Linked DNA regions of Mus musculus: region 2 is linked to region 1. The links are chromatin contacts, called in public Hi-C maps. All regions are on one chromosome and are shown on one strand. Each heading gives the region's core, a stretch centred on a gene start, on an enhancer-like site or on the middle of the called end of the contact. The rest is flanking DNA. Distances are from core to core; before and after follow the strand shown. Region 1 overlaps Dysf (dysferlin). Region 2 has its middle 29 kb from the start of Gm10445.

The links. Hi-C and Micro-C count contacts between places; a contact is called where the count stands out from the background.
Region 2: a Hi-C map of the N1E-115 cell line shows a contact between it and region 1, with 2.5 times the contacts expected there. The contact joins two enhancer-like sites. A contact is called at or near these places in 2 of 15 datasets of contacts at CTCF or cohesin (the NIH/3T3 cell line and stem cell-derived epiblast-like cells), 5 of 484 Hi-C or Micro-C datasets (the HL-1 cell line, the N1E-115 cell line, embryonic fibroblasts and 2 more) and 1 of 9 other capture datasets (embryonic stem cells).

What each region holds. Positions count from the first base shown.
Region 1 is chr6:84,133,415-84,136,810 of GRCm38.p6, forward strand. All of the region lies in intron 32 of Dysf (dysferlin), which reads left to right. Among named protein-coding and RNA genes, the nearest start is that of Dysf, 120 kb to the left of the region's middle. Within about 2 kb of position 1,542, at least 54 of the 459 cell types and tissues checked have an H3K27ac peak or open chromatin away from gene starts, as enhancers often do. A contact at or near this core is called in the N1E-115 cell line, where this site is marked.
Region 2 is chr6:84,393,100-84,396,574 of GRCm38.p6, forward strand. No RefSeq gene overlaps it. Among named protein-coding and RNA genes, the nearest start is that of Gm10445, 29 kb to the right of the region's middle. Within about 2 kb of position 1,757, at least 14 of the 459 cell types and tissues checked have an H3K27ac peak or open chromatin away from gene starts, as enhancers often do. A contact at or near this core is called in the N1E-115 cell line, where this site is marked.

The DNA.
Region 1 (3,396 bases), core at 292-2,791:
GGCTGGCATCTGTAGGAAGCTGATTGGATGTAGCCAGGTGACACTGACCCACCCTCTTCAATGTCCCTTGCTTAAATTGTATTGCTTTGCTTCTTGACTTGGGTAGTGACCGTCCTCACCCAGGAGTCACATTCAAAAGCTTGGTTGGTGTCTCCTTCATCTGCATCCTGGGCACTGAGCTATCCTACCTATCCCTACCATGTCGTAGCCAGTCAGTACATGAGTAGCGAATGAGGGGTGTATTACTAGAGCCACTGTAGTGACGTCTTTGGACCTAGAGTCTGGCTAACTTAGTTGATGCTCGGGGATGTGAGGAGAAGGTTACGTTTTAATGTTTTCAGGGCATCTTGCCCAGTTGCTTTCTGATGGGTCACTGCATAGCTCCAATAAGAAAGAACACTCACTCTACCCACTGCTTGCCAACAACACTGAGTTCGATAATTTTAAACATTTTAAATTTAATTTTAATTTTCTTTTTAAATTTCATTTTACTTTGTGATAGGGATTCCTGTTGCCCAGGCTGGTCTGGAACTCACTATGTAGCTAAAGATGACCCCGAACTCCCAGTTCTTCTGTCTGCAGTACCCTGGTACCAGGGTCACAGGCAGGTATCATCTTCGCACCTGTCCTTCCTGATTTTGTAGTAGCAATATTGCTATGGCAAAATTGAACTGGCATTGTCTTGATTTCTGGCGTACATCCCCCTTCCTTTCCTATGGGCATGGCATAGAGTACCTGACTAGGACTCAGGCCAACTCTAGCCACCTGGGATCTCAGGCTACTGTTCTAGATGCAGCATCCTCTCTGGCAGAGGAGTACTGCCGTCCATCACTCACATCCTCTGCTCTGGTACTCTGGCTGGTTGATGGGATGCAAGTGTCAACTGCTTCAGGAAGGTCTGACCAGCAGGACTCATACAAAAAACTGTCCTGATTGGGGCTTGGTGACAGGTTCCTGTGAGGGAAACCGGTGGTACTCTCAAGTGGCCTATGTCTGGAGTCTTTCAAAGGCAGCACACGGTCCTCAGAGAGATCTGTTCAAACATGTCCCCCATGGGGGGGGGTTGCTGGAGCTTTTGGGTCCTGAAGCCCTCAGACTGGCTGGACTATGAACATGGGGACCTGGCTCTTACCCTCTGACCCTACCTCCTGACAGAGGATGTATCTGTGAGTCCATCTGGTCACCTTGCTGCTGCTTCTGTCTTTTGCAGGGAGTGGGAATGGGGAGATGGGTGGTGGCGCGGGGGGGGGGGGGGGGGGGGAGGGGCAGGTAGTGGAGGCTGGGCCCTGGGCACACAGTAGCCTAGTGTCTGAGGCCCAAGGCCTCCAGGCCTGTTCTTTACAATGCCTTTGTTGTCCTTGTCCCTCCCATGGGTGGGTGGGGTGCATGCGTGTGGGTCTGGGTGAGTTTTGTTTGTGAGCTGCCCCCTGTCTGTCCCCCCCCTCCCACCTACCCCCCCCTCCAGCGCTGAGCTCATTGCCTGAGCTGCTGGGGCTGCCTGAGAGCCAGCCTGCTCGGAGGCCGGCGTGGGGGGTGCTGCCAACAGCAATACAACGTGCATGGCCGCTACAATGTGCAATTGTGACCTTTGTGTAAACGCAGTCGGTCTGGGGCCCGCACGCTTATAAAAATAAAGCGTTGGGAAGCATAGGGGGGGTGGGGGGTGGGAACAAAAGAGGCCTTTTCGCCGGCTCTCTAATATGGTTTTATTTATCGGAACGCGCCCTCCTTCCCTTACTGGAACTGGGAGAGGTTCTCTGCCGAGCTTAGAGCTGATGGTATCACAGCCAGACGGTTTCATTAAACGCACAGACGCCGCCAGGCCTTGCCAGGGGCAGAAGGAAGAGGGCTTGGGGCCAGCCTGCCAGGACCTGTGTGTGGGTGTGGGAGTCCTGTGCCAGGGAGGCACTCCCCCGGGGAAGTCTCTCTCTCTCTGCTAAGGACATCCCATTGCCCTCTTCCAACCACAGAGTCAGGTTCAAAGCCAGCATCCCAGGGAATGCCCTCCACGATTCCTCTACTGCCCCTCAGCTCCTGAGCTAGCAGGCTGGGCTCAGGTTCAGTGCCCGTTGGCACCCAGTGCGGTTCAGTGCCCGTTGGCACCCAGTGCGGTTCAGTGCCCGTTGGCACCCAGTGCGGTTCAGTGCCCGTTGGCACCCAGTGCGGTTCAGTGCCCGTTGGCACCCAGTGCGGTTCAGTGCCCGTTGGCACCCAGTGCGGTTCAGTGCCCGTTGGCACCCAGTGCGGTTCAGTGCCCGTTGGCACCCAGTGCGGTTCAGTGCCCGTTGGCACCCAGTGCGGTTCAGTGCCCGTTGGCACCCAGTGCGGTTCAGTGCCCGTTGGCACCCAGTGTGGTTCTGCCACAGGTGCTTTAGTGTTTCCCACTGTGATCTGGATACCCTCCCCCTACAGCCAGCTCCTGGGAGGCAGTCTCAGTGTCGGACCTTGCTGTCTACCCTAACTGGAAGCCCAAATCTCGCTTCACCTTCCCGCATCTTCTATAGTCACTCGGTGCCAGCCCCCCTCTCTGTCACCACCTGTGCAGAGGTTTTGGTTTGTCTCTTAGTTTCCTTATGGCCAGAGAGCCTGGCCCAGATCCCAGCCTCCCCATCCTGGCATGGGATTGCTTGGACAGTTCTGAGCCTTTTGAGACCACTGGAGCTCTCTTTGGTCACTTGGGAAGTTAATGACCGTGTTGGGGCTGTCTGGCCTGGGGGCTTGACATTTTGGATAGGGCTGGGGCTGAGTTAGGGCCTGTGCTTGGTCTTCTCAGACATCCATCTCACACTCCCTGTTCATATGCCCTAAGCAACGAACAGGACCCTACCCCTAAACTCATACCCTCAAACCCTCGGTCCTTTTCCCAATGCTCGCATACCTCATAGACCTCATGCTGGTTTCTCACAATATTGCCTGGGACTTGCTAGAAAGACAAGGACCCTACCCAATTCTGCCACATCACGTGTGCAAGAGAACTGTGAAAACATTCTAGGTGATTCCACGGTACCTGCATATTTGAGGGCCACCATTCTAGAATCTGCTCCAACTATACCAACTTGCCTTAGGACAAGGCAGAGAAAATGACTGGCTGGATCCCGGGCCCTTGGGGCTGGCAGGCTGCTCGGGAATCCTTGGCCAATGAGGAGCTCGCACTGTGCATGCTGAGCAGCTCTAGATTCTGCATCCACCGAAGAGAGTGTCAACTCTGCCTCTAACAATGCCGTCGCCTCATAACTGGTTCACACTATCACGTGTGCATCTCCTGTCTTTTCACTGTGTGGCAACCGTGGTGAACTGCTGAAGAAACTGCTCCTGGCCGACTGATGGTGTCTTAGGTGGGAGGGCTTTCTGTGGGTGCCACTGTGTGGCCACCGTGGTAAACTGCTGAAGAAACCC
Region 2 (3,475 bases), core at 507-3,006, 260 kb after region 1:
AGCAAGCGCTCTTGTATAGATGTCCTTGTGGCTAAGAGCTGACTTCTGCCCAGTTTGAGATCGCTGAGCTTGAGTTTGGAGAAAGTTTCTCTTAGTCCCTTCCACAAAAGGCCAGAGGCTTCATCAGCTCCCGAGGAGAGTCCGGAGGGTGAGCTCAACAACACTGGCTCCCGAAGCCCGTCTTGCCCGTCTTGCTACATGTTGCAAGCAGAGAGGAGGTCCAGTCACGTCACCATCAGTTTTTGGCTGTGTGGCTGGGGGCCAGTTACTCGGCCTCTCTGATTTCAGCTCCAGAGTCTGTGGATGCTGGAGCTCTCCTTCCCAGTTTGAAGGATGTGTGTTGTCGTTGTTGTTTAATATTTTTTTACCCAGTCACCATGGCTTACGGCCAGTACAAGATGCCGCTGGCTGTGTCTTAGTGACAGAGAAGTCACAGGTATTCTAGGGAAGGATGCATCTTAGAGTCAGTGAATTAGACTGATAGTCTCCCACAGTGGTGTTTTGTGAGACTGATTTATAACATCCAAGAGCCATGATGGGCAGACAGTGCTGCTCATGCGCTGGCTTTGGGGGACGTACTCATAAGCACTGTGACATCAACAGGATGTGAAGCCACTCCTTAGATACAAGGGCTTCAAAACAGAGTGTGCGGGCCCAGCTCTGCTCACCCACTGCACTGGAAGCCAGGATCCCTGAACTACTGAGTGGAGGGAAGCTGGGGACCAACCAGGAGCACTCAAGTCAGACAGGCAAAGACCAACTGAATGAAGCCAGTAAACCAAGTGTTGAGAGCTGATGGCACCTTCACTACACACCCAGTGCAGGCTGCAGGCTCCGAGGGAGCGCTGTGCCTGTGGAGGGAGCTTGGAGATAAACAGGAGCTTGACTTCTAAGCCCTGCCTCACTTCTCCAGCCCCAGCACCTCAGAAAACAGTTGACAGCACGCAGCCAGCCGCTGCCGGCCTTCCCATGTACTGCTAACTCCATACTGAAGCTTTCATCAAGGCATGGGATATGTCTCTATCACAAGCTAGTGCCAAGTCCTAGTCTGTTGGGGATCTGCTGGGTGTGGTCCCTGCACAGCCCCCCACGCTGTGGTCAGACCTGCTCCTGCAGCCCATACATCATCCTGACATGAAGAAGAGATCCTATTAATCATAGCACCTCATTTCATCGGCTACAGTACACCAGGGGGACAGCCCCCACTGAGCTGAGGTGGTGGCTGGGGTCAAAGACAGCAGCCTACACCCCAGGGAGACTCCATCTGTGAGGGACAGGGTCCCTTTCTATCCCTGCATGGATTCCTCAGAAAGATGTCAGGCCAGTCCTGGGTGTGGGGGGCTTACAGATCTCAGCACCATTACCTAAAGTGAGCTGGGAGTTTTGTTTTATTTTATTTTCGTTAAAAAAAAAAAGTCCCAACACACAAGGTTGGTCTGCATTTTTATTCAGTGTGTTAGGAGCAAGATGCACATGCGGCTGCTCCCCAGTTCACCTCTCAGATCATAAAACGGCCAGTGACTGAACACAGGAGTCATGAAGTAGCTTTCAGGCCCCTCCCCCAACTCCTCAGGGCCAGTTCCACGGAGTCCAAGTGACAAAGTACAGGTGTCCTGCCGCCAGGCCCCAATGGCCTCACAGCTTCCTTGGCCTGAGGCAGGTTTCTCATAACTGCAGGCCCACAATTGGATGTGACAAGTTGACCTAGGTTGACCCTCCCAGACTCCCCAGTACATGGCAACTGCACAGCCACCCCCTTCCCAAGTGCTGGCCCTTGCCTGGTCCAGTGGTGACTGGGCTCTGGGAGGCCAGCTGGAAGAAAGACTGTCCACAAGGGAATGGTCTGGCTTGGAGATGAGACAAGCTCTCTGCACAAAGGCTTGTCTCTCCATCCCTCCCAAGACTGTTTCCTATAAACCCTTGCCTGTATTTTAGGCCTATAACCTCTTTACTCAACAAAGCATAATGACCGAGAAAAAAAACAAACTTGATCCCAAAATACAGAAGAAGAAAAACGAAAATAATAGAAAATTCAGAAATACATCCTAACTTCCTCAGTGGGGTCCACTGCAAACTCATGGGATTTTCCCTCCATTTGAAAACAATTTGTACCTTAGATTTCCTCGCCTTGCATAGATTCCTGAGTGTGAGGGTGGCTGAGAAGTCAGGGGCGATCGTAAACCAAGCCTGTAAACTGCAGCCAAATCATTTCAAAAGCAAAATTATAAAAATTCTTTCCAAGAATTTTATAGCAAAATAATTCTGTTTAATGTGGGATTTGGGTGCATTTTAATTCTTTTATATACTCTGGGGTGGAACCTACAAAAGTTAGACTGTCTGGTACCCAGGAAGGCCTCATATCCCCATCCCTCTTCCCTCCCTCTCTTCCCCCAGCTCCCCTTTTCTTCTTTCCCTTCAAAGCCTCATCCTCTGCAATTTCAAAGAACCATCTACCAGATCTCCTGCTAGCAATATTTCCTTATTCTAATAATTTCTGGGTGTTTGGTGGGGGTATATATGTATGCACGTACGTGTGGAACTTAGAGGACAACCTTAGCTGTCATTCCTCGGGTATTTGTCACGTTGTTTTTTTTTTTAATAAAGATTTATTTATTATTATATGCAAGTACACTGTAGCTGTCTTTAGACACACCAGAAGATAGCATCGTATCTCATTCAGATGGTTGTGAGCCACCATGTGGTTGCTGGGATTTGAACTCAGTACTTTTGGAAGAGTAGTCAGTGCTCTTACACTCTGAGCCATCTCACCAGCCCTCTTCACATTGTTTTGAGACATGGGCTCTCTACACTGGCCTGGAACTTGCCAAGTAAACTACAATTGGCTGCCCAGTGAGCCCCAGGAACCCACCTGCCTTTGCCTCCTCAGGCACTGCCATTGCAAGCACATGCTGCCATGCTCTGCTCTTTTAAAACAAAAGGCCACAGGTTTTAGGAATTGAACTCCGTTCCCAAGGCAAGCACTCTACTAAGTCAGCTCTTCATTTTCAACAACACTCCTCAGACCTTCCCTGGGGGGTATGCACAGCACAGGAAGGATCCCCACTTCCTCCTCCCTGGGCCAGCAGATGCTGTACCGAATAGAGAGCAAGATAGATAAGTATGTAGACAGACAGACAGACAGACAGACAGACAGACAGACAGATGATGCTAGGTAGAGTGAGGATAGTCAGATGGATAAAAAGATGACTGATGAATAGTTAATAGTTAGGTAGACATATGAGTAGATGGATAGATAAATAGATGGACGGACAGACCAACGGATACCAAGCAAGAGCTTTCTCCGGCCTAGATACCAAAGCAGAGGTTTCGACAATGACCATGGCTCTGATTCAGCAGTGCTCTGGACTTTCCCAGAGCTAGTACAACAGGCCATAATCTCTCTTATCTCTAAGCCCTGCATTGTGAGAGAGCTTCACTCACTCACCAGCCACAGACACCTGGGCCACTTTAGTAC